Linked DNA regions of Lactuca sativa: region 2 is linked to region 1. The links are chromatin contacts, called in public Hi-C maps. All regions are on one chromosome and are shown on one strand. Each heading gives the region's core, a stretch centred on a gene start, on an enhancer-like site or on the middle of the called end of the contact. The rest is flanking DNA. Distances are from core to core; before and after follow the strand shown. Region 1 holds the start of LOC111914191 (membrane protein of ER body-like protein). Region 2 holds the start of LOC111914193.

Region 1 (3,503 bases), core at 39-2,538:
AAAAATTAAAATTGTTAAACAATTATTTTAATTAAGGGATCTGTTTTTTAGTTATATAAAATTATAATCGTTGATTTAAATAAATACGTGAAGTTATATCGCCTTATAATCTGTATTATTTTATTTTATTTTTAAATGTAATGTTATTAATTAAATATAATTAGAGTAGGAAAATTTAAAATCAATAATCAATTATTAATTTAATGTAATTAGAGTGGGAAATTTAAAATTTGAAACGGATAATCAATTATTAATTTAATGTAATTAGAGTGGGAAATTTAAAATTTGAAATGGATAATCAATTATTAATTTAATGTAATTAGAGTGAAATTTAAAATCTAAAATTTAAAATGGATAATTAATAGGTTGACAAGTGGCAGGATAGATGATATATAACATTAATGAGAAGTTCTAATTGTATGACACTTGTCAATATGAGATTAAACCTATTCTTTTATTAGAATAGGGAGGAGATGTAATTAGAAAGAGAAATTTTAAAATTAAAATTTGAAATGGATAATCAATTATTAATTTAATGTAATTAAGGTGGAAATTTAAATTTTGAAATTTGCAATGGATGGTTGACAAGTGACATGATAGAATGATATATATATATTAATGAGAAGTTCTAATTATATGTCGCTTGTCAATAGGAAATTAAACATATTTTTTTTATTAGAATAAGGATTAGACTACTCTCATTCACAACTAAAACTACACAGTCAAATTAAACCAACTTTTCACACCCATTAGCAATCCAATCCAATTCAAACCAAACTTTTATATTATTTAGAATTAATTTTTATTATATTATACAATCTATATATTATATCTTTACATTTATAACCTAATTTTTTACTATTTTTAAGATTATATAGACAATATAAAAAAAATAATTCTTAAAATATATCAATATTGGTCTTTATTTGTAGACAAAATTATTTTACGTATTTTAGTGTGTTTTGTTTATTTTTTTAATAAAAATAAAATAAAATTAATTACAAAGTAATTTTGAAAATGCAAAAGACCTGTAACAAATAAATAAAAAAGAAAATGAAAATGGTTAGTGAAGTTTGGTGAAGCAACCAATAGTGGATTTTAAAGGAATTTTTATTTTTTTTAATTTAAATATGAAAACCAACCAAACATCTTAGTTGCCACTGCGAATGGTCTTATGGGCAACAAGTGTGCGCTAAGGGAAACGAACAAAATTAAGTGTGAATAATTTAACCTATAAAATATTTTATTTTTCTAATAAATTAAATACCAACAAAGTATGAACACAATGGCAGAAATGAGTATTCTAGTTTTTTAAAATTTTAATAGGGGATCAAGAGAGCTAGAATGAGCAGGGCATGGTAGTTGACAATTCACGAGGTTGCTGCAGGATAAGCTTCTTTTTTTCTCTGCCATAAATCTTCAATAAATGCTCAACAGCCAATTTAGTTCATCCCCGTCGTCTCCACAGACCACAGTTGCCTATTTTAGAAATTTCCATTCCCATCATATCTACCTACCTCTTTCCATCAACCTACCGAACGATTATGGAAACTACTCAGGTAGAACATCGATGGGAGGACCAAGAATATGACGAATTGGAGGAGAGTTTGATTGATAGAAGAAAGAATCTGAAACAGACGCCAATTTTCACGACCATCGATGATGATCTCAGCAGCAACAATGGTGGTTCAGTTGGTTTCTCGAATGGTGAAGATCAAGAAAAAGAAGAAGAAGTCAAAGATTTAAGTCAACAAAATGGCATAAAGGTTGATGAAGATGATATAGAGAAAGAGAAACAACAGACATCGGAATATCTTGTTTATTATGACGCAGATAAAGGTAAAAATGTGAAGATCTGAGAGCACAGTAGTTATTTGAAGTTCTTTTTTTAATTCAAGATGCAGAAAATGGACTATAACAAATTCACTTTTGACTGTAATCTTATATACCCTTGAAGACCCACCTTTTTGTCTCCCATGTTTTTTTCTTTATAACAAGACCCTACCTTTCTCTTTCTTCATATTCGGGTTCTTCAGTGTTAAGGTGATTCTAGGGTTTCTTTTCTCTGAAATTCATCTCTCTTCTCTCTGTGCTTCCATTCCTTGATAAGTTGAATTGATTTCTGGGTATTGGATTATAGTCTGAACATCTTTTTCTATATCCTATTTATTAGTTGTGACCGGATTAATTAAGTAATATAATTATACAACTTTAATGTTATTTACAACTCTGTAAGTGGAATTGATTAGGCATTCCATCCAGCCTCTCACCTATCTAGCTTTCAATTCGTAAAAAGCAAAAGGTAACCCGCATGTTTAATGGAGATTCTTCTTTTAGATAATTAAGAAATTGCATCTTTTCTTTTTTTCCTTTTTCTTTGACTGAAGGAATATGGAAATGTCGAATCTGCTCCTGGGATTATGAGGGTAACACCTGTGTCACCAATCATAATCAGAGAATCTGTTTGTTTCATGAAACCAAAGGTATACACCCGCAATTCACGACAAAGGTCTGAAAGTTGCCATCTTCACAAATAAAAGTTTCCATACTAAATTGGAAAGATTCATTAGCAATTTAGCATAGTTCTTGTGTTAATGGACGTATATAAAGATTTTAGAATAAGATAGTAAATTAAAAATAAGTCTAATTTGTTGTATATTTTCAGATGCTGGGTTGCGTCTTCAATCATCAAAAGGGGAAGCAAATGGTGTTGATTCAACTTTTCATGGGAAAATCCCCATGAAAGACAACATCAATATAACAATACATAATCAAGAAAACGACTTCAATATAAGAATACACAATCAAGAAAACGGGAATGGCCTGGATTTTGTTATCAACAACCAAATTGGTGAACATGAAAAGCAAAATAACTTATCGGATAACAGCCTTCATCCATCAGAAATATCATTTGAAGAAGTTGACAAAACAGAAAGCAGCGAAATTGAAGTGATTAAAGATGTTGAGGATGAATTTGATGTGGAGACAGTGATAAAGAAGCAAGAAACACATGATTTATTCTGTCCAAATTGCAATTCTTGTATCACAAAAAGAGTTATTCTTCGTAAAAGGAAACGGAGAATCCCGGTTCCTGGTGATATTGCAAAGCGTAACAAGCCCGAAACTTCAAATCCTTCAGAAGTGAATCTTGTTTCTGATGATATTCAACCGTTGATATCTAATGAAGATGATCATGAGAGGGATCCAGATGTATTCAGATGTTTGTCATGTTTCAGCATTTTTATGCCTACAGGTTTGAATCTTGAAGAAATAATCGTTAAAACTGGTGTTTATTTTCATGATTTCATAATGTTTGTTTGATGTTGTAGGGAATGGATTTAAGTTGTTTGGTAATAAAAGCAACCGAGAAAACAATCAAACTTCTGTGAAGGAAAGCTGGTTTTCTAGAATTTTTGCATCAAAGAAGGTGGAGCGATTAAACAACCAAGGTAAATTACACTCAAATGATATGCAAATTTTTTGTTCTATCCAAAAAAAAAAAG
Region 2 (3,835 bases), core at 558-3,057, 150 kb before region 1:
AACACTTGGTGTTTATAAAAATCTATACACATATCACCTTTAATAGCTATTGTGATTGTGTGTGTGTGTATGTAATTATAAAGATAAGAGTGACCACCTGCAACGTTGATAAACTCTATAAATATCAACTTTACTAGCCGAAATGTTCACAAATCCATTCTAATGTATTATGTGTAGATAATATATTGAGTTATTGATGGGTACCAAGGTCTAAAGTAGAATAAAAGGAAAAGGAGAAGGCAGAGAATGCATATTCAAATAGCCAAAGCAATGTTCACTAACACAAAAGGAGGACACAAACTCAACTCAAGATGAAGGGTGAAAGATATAATTCCGATCGGTTAGAAAAGTTGGTAAAATTAGTGACAATTTAGAGAATAATTATCAGTTTGAAGAATAAACAATAAAAGAATAACCTACCAGATTGAGTTAGCGGTGGAGATTTGATATGATGAAGAAAGATCAAGAACAGGAAGCTCTACAGATTCCGCCATTTCTGCTCGCATATCCAGTTTTATTCCGCTATCTGCTTGCTTAGATTGCTAAATAGAAGTCTTTTCCACCTCTATACTGTATATACAATTGGCATTTGATTTTGGTTTTACCTCGATTATTGAGATACATAACCAGTGAAATCCAAAACATTCTTGTAAAATACTTAAATCGGATTGCGATTCAGACAAAATGTATCCTATGATGTGAGATTAAGTATCAGACACTCGATTTGTCGTTCATCATAAGCTTAATTTCATGAATTTCATGATAAAATCGAGTCTATTTAGGTTGAAAAGCACAGGTGTATAGACTTGAAAGAACCCTACTTGGAAGCTCCCATCGATCGTGTATGTAGAGATCAACTTCAGTGTCGATTGGGGGTTGCGGAACAGATAGTTAATTATGAGCTCGACGCCAGTGGGTGAAATTGGAAATCGACTGGTTTGGCAGAGGTCTGATGACCTCAATGGTTGTCTGGTGGCCTCAATGGTGGTTCGGTGAGAAACAATACGTCTAGATAGAATGGTGGAATGGGGGTGGGTGATATATATATATATATATATATATATATATATATATATATATATATATATATATATTAATTATAAAACTGTTCTCAAATGTTCTCAATCTCAAAAATGTTCTCCTTTGAACATAACTCTCTCTCTCTCTCTCTCTCTCTCTCTATATATATATATATATATATATATATATATATATATATATATATTATAAAACTGTTCTCAAATGTTCTCAATCTCAAAAATGTTCTCATTTAAACATAACTCTCTCTATCTCTCTCTCTCTCTCTCTCTATATATATATATATATATATATATATATATATATATATATATATATATATATATATATATATATATATATAGATTTTTGACGTGACATAATTTTCAATCAATATAAACTTGTTTGTATAGTTTGGTTTTGATCTCCTAGCTATAAAGTTTGTATTCTGTCTGACTGTCTTTGTTTGTTAATGATGTATGTAATTATAGTGATAAAAAAATTAAGTATAACAAACCACTAAGTAATTGTTACCCTACGAATACGTGTTGTTGAATTGTTAAAGATAGATTACATTGCAATAAAAGTGAAAAAGATGCATATCATTATAATTAATTAGATAGATAAGATAATTCATCATTATAATTAAATAGATTACATTCGAAGATACTTAACTTAAAATTAGTAAAATAGGGGACGTGAAGGTCAACCAGAAAGAGTAAAGGTAGAGGGTCCCACAAACGAAAAGATTTTCATTTCAACAAAATTTGAGTCGCATTTCATGTCAATTTACGTCTACTCTTTCAAAATTCACACGAGAAGCGGATCACCATGTGATTATCTCTATATATACCATGCTCCCTCTCCACACTCTTCTCGCCATTTTCCTGCTTGGAGAGAGAAACGACTTTCTGCTTGGTGAGTCTTCCCCCAATTTCTTTATCTAGGTTTGACCTTTTTTTTGCCGCTTATTAGCTCTATGATTCTTGCTTATCTCCTAATTTTTCTCATTAGATCTTGTTATTTCTTCACATTAGGCTCTAATTTCCATGATCGGTTATGTTAGTTTTTTGGAATTAGGTGTGGTTGTTGGATATCCGTGGATTTTGTTGCTCATACTTTTCTAGGGTTTACCATTTTTGTGTTTTACCTTCAATCTTCCGGATCATTAACTTTACCGGTCCGTATCTTTGATTATTCGTTCTGGATTTGTTAGGTGTGTGAGACTTTATTAAAAAAAATTCCTTTTTTTTTTGGATTCTAGGGCTTTTTGTGTCCTTTCTATGTTTATTCATTGACAATGATTGTATTTGCCTTATGAGTTGGATTTAAGAATGTGTTGTTATTAGTAAGATATGATTCATGATACAATTTGTGGGACAAGACAAGTTTATATATCCAAAATCAACATCTCAATTCTGATTTTAGATATCTACTTATGGATGATAATATCAATTGTTGATTATAATAGTACATTATCCACGTTCCACATTTTTGGATCTGCACTCAATTAAAATCAAACATTATTATCGTGGATAAGGGGATCATCATATCAGATCCATGTTGTCGGATGTGAATCTTCTTCCCAAACCCAAAGACCGAGAAGTCCATGATTATTCTTTGAAGCTGACAGTTTCCCTGTTTGTTGGGCACTGCAGAATCAAGGGATTAGGAGTGTGAAGAGCTAGCAATAAAACAGTTATAGCAATCAATCAGAGAAGAAGATGAACTCAATGGAGGTATTTGGAAAATCCATGGTAGCAACAAATGTTATTTACCTGTCAAGTATACTAGGGCAAGATGAGGGTTTTGTTCACAAGTGCGATTGGAAATGTGAAAACGAGCAGGTGTGTGGGAACATGTTTCGCTGCAAACTAACAGGGCTCACACACATCTGTGACAAAAACTGTAACCAGAGAATTGTTTATGATAACAACAACTCACTTTGCAGAGTGAGCAGACAGGTTTTTCCTCTAACAGCAGCTGAAGTACAGGCTGTGAAAGGTGTTCGAAGGAAGCTGGAAGAGGAGAGTAGTGCTTGTTCTTCACCTCCGGAATCCTGTGCTTTTAAGCGCAGAAGGAGTGGACAATTCCATTCCTCTCCTTTTGAGAGATCCTTTTCCGCTGTTGCTCCCATTCCTGTTTTCACCCAACTTGGAGATAGCATTAGCATGGATATTAATTAACTAGGCTTAGCATAGTAGAGAGAGAGAGAGAGAGAGAGAGAGAGAGAGAGTATTATTAATAACTTTGAATCATGTTGTCTTTCTGCAAACTTTATGCAAGTACCTAAATGGCAGTCGTGCCTCTATTTGTAGGAGAAAAACTTATAATATTCGGATCTTATGTATGTAGTAACTACTTCTTCTTTATAACTCGGCTTTAAGCAAGGAGTTGAGACATTATTACCCTTTAGTTGGCCTCTTGTCTTGTGTTTACTTGCTAACATTTGAATTTGATACATACCCCCACCCGAATCTGTTACTTGTTTGATATGAATTTTGTACCTTGGCTTGCTAACTACATCTTTTTTGGGAGTTTTAGTTGACAGGAATAGACCAGTTGAGAACCCAGGAGAAGAGTTTCATCTTTCATGTCTAACTTTGTTTCCTTTTTTGCAGGATTAATTCCTTTTTTATGTATTCTAATTATTTGGGTGTCTTTAAGATTTTGTTTTTTTTGCAGGATGGCAAGGTTTTCTCATTCAGGAGAGTTGTAAATAGTTTATGAATATACTAATAATGATTTGTTTTGTGATATTTATGAGTCTTTGATTGGTTACTGATAAATGTTTGTCTTTATCTCTTTTCAGTATTCT

What was found. Hi-C and Micro-C count contacts between places; a contact is called where the count stands out from the background.
Region 2: a contact with region 1 is called in a Hi-C map of seed, with 4 times the contacts expected there. The contact joins the promoter of LOC111914193 here to the promoter of LOC111914191 in region 1. A contact is called at or near these places in 2 of 4 Hi-C or Micro-C datasets (leaf and seed).

What each region holds. Positions count from the first base shown.
Region 1 is chr6:204,841,638-204,845,140 of Lsat_Salinas_v11, reverse strand. It overlaps LOC111914191 (membrane protein of ER body-like protein), which reads left to right and starts at 1,288. Exons shown (of 10, transcript XM_023909950.3): 1 at 1,288-1,839; 2 at 2,388-2,483; 3 at 2,666-3,253; 4 at 3,330-3,449. The coding sequence starts at 1,545.
Region 2 is chr6:204,991,678-204,995,512 of Lsat_Salinas_v11, reverse strand. It overlaps LOC111914193, which reads left to right and starts at 1,807. Exons shown (of 3, transcript XM_052764828.1): 1 at 1,807-1,935; 2 at 2,676-3,835. The coding sequence starts at 2,742. The coding sequence ends at 3,203.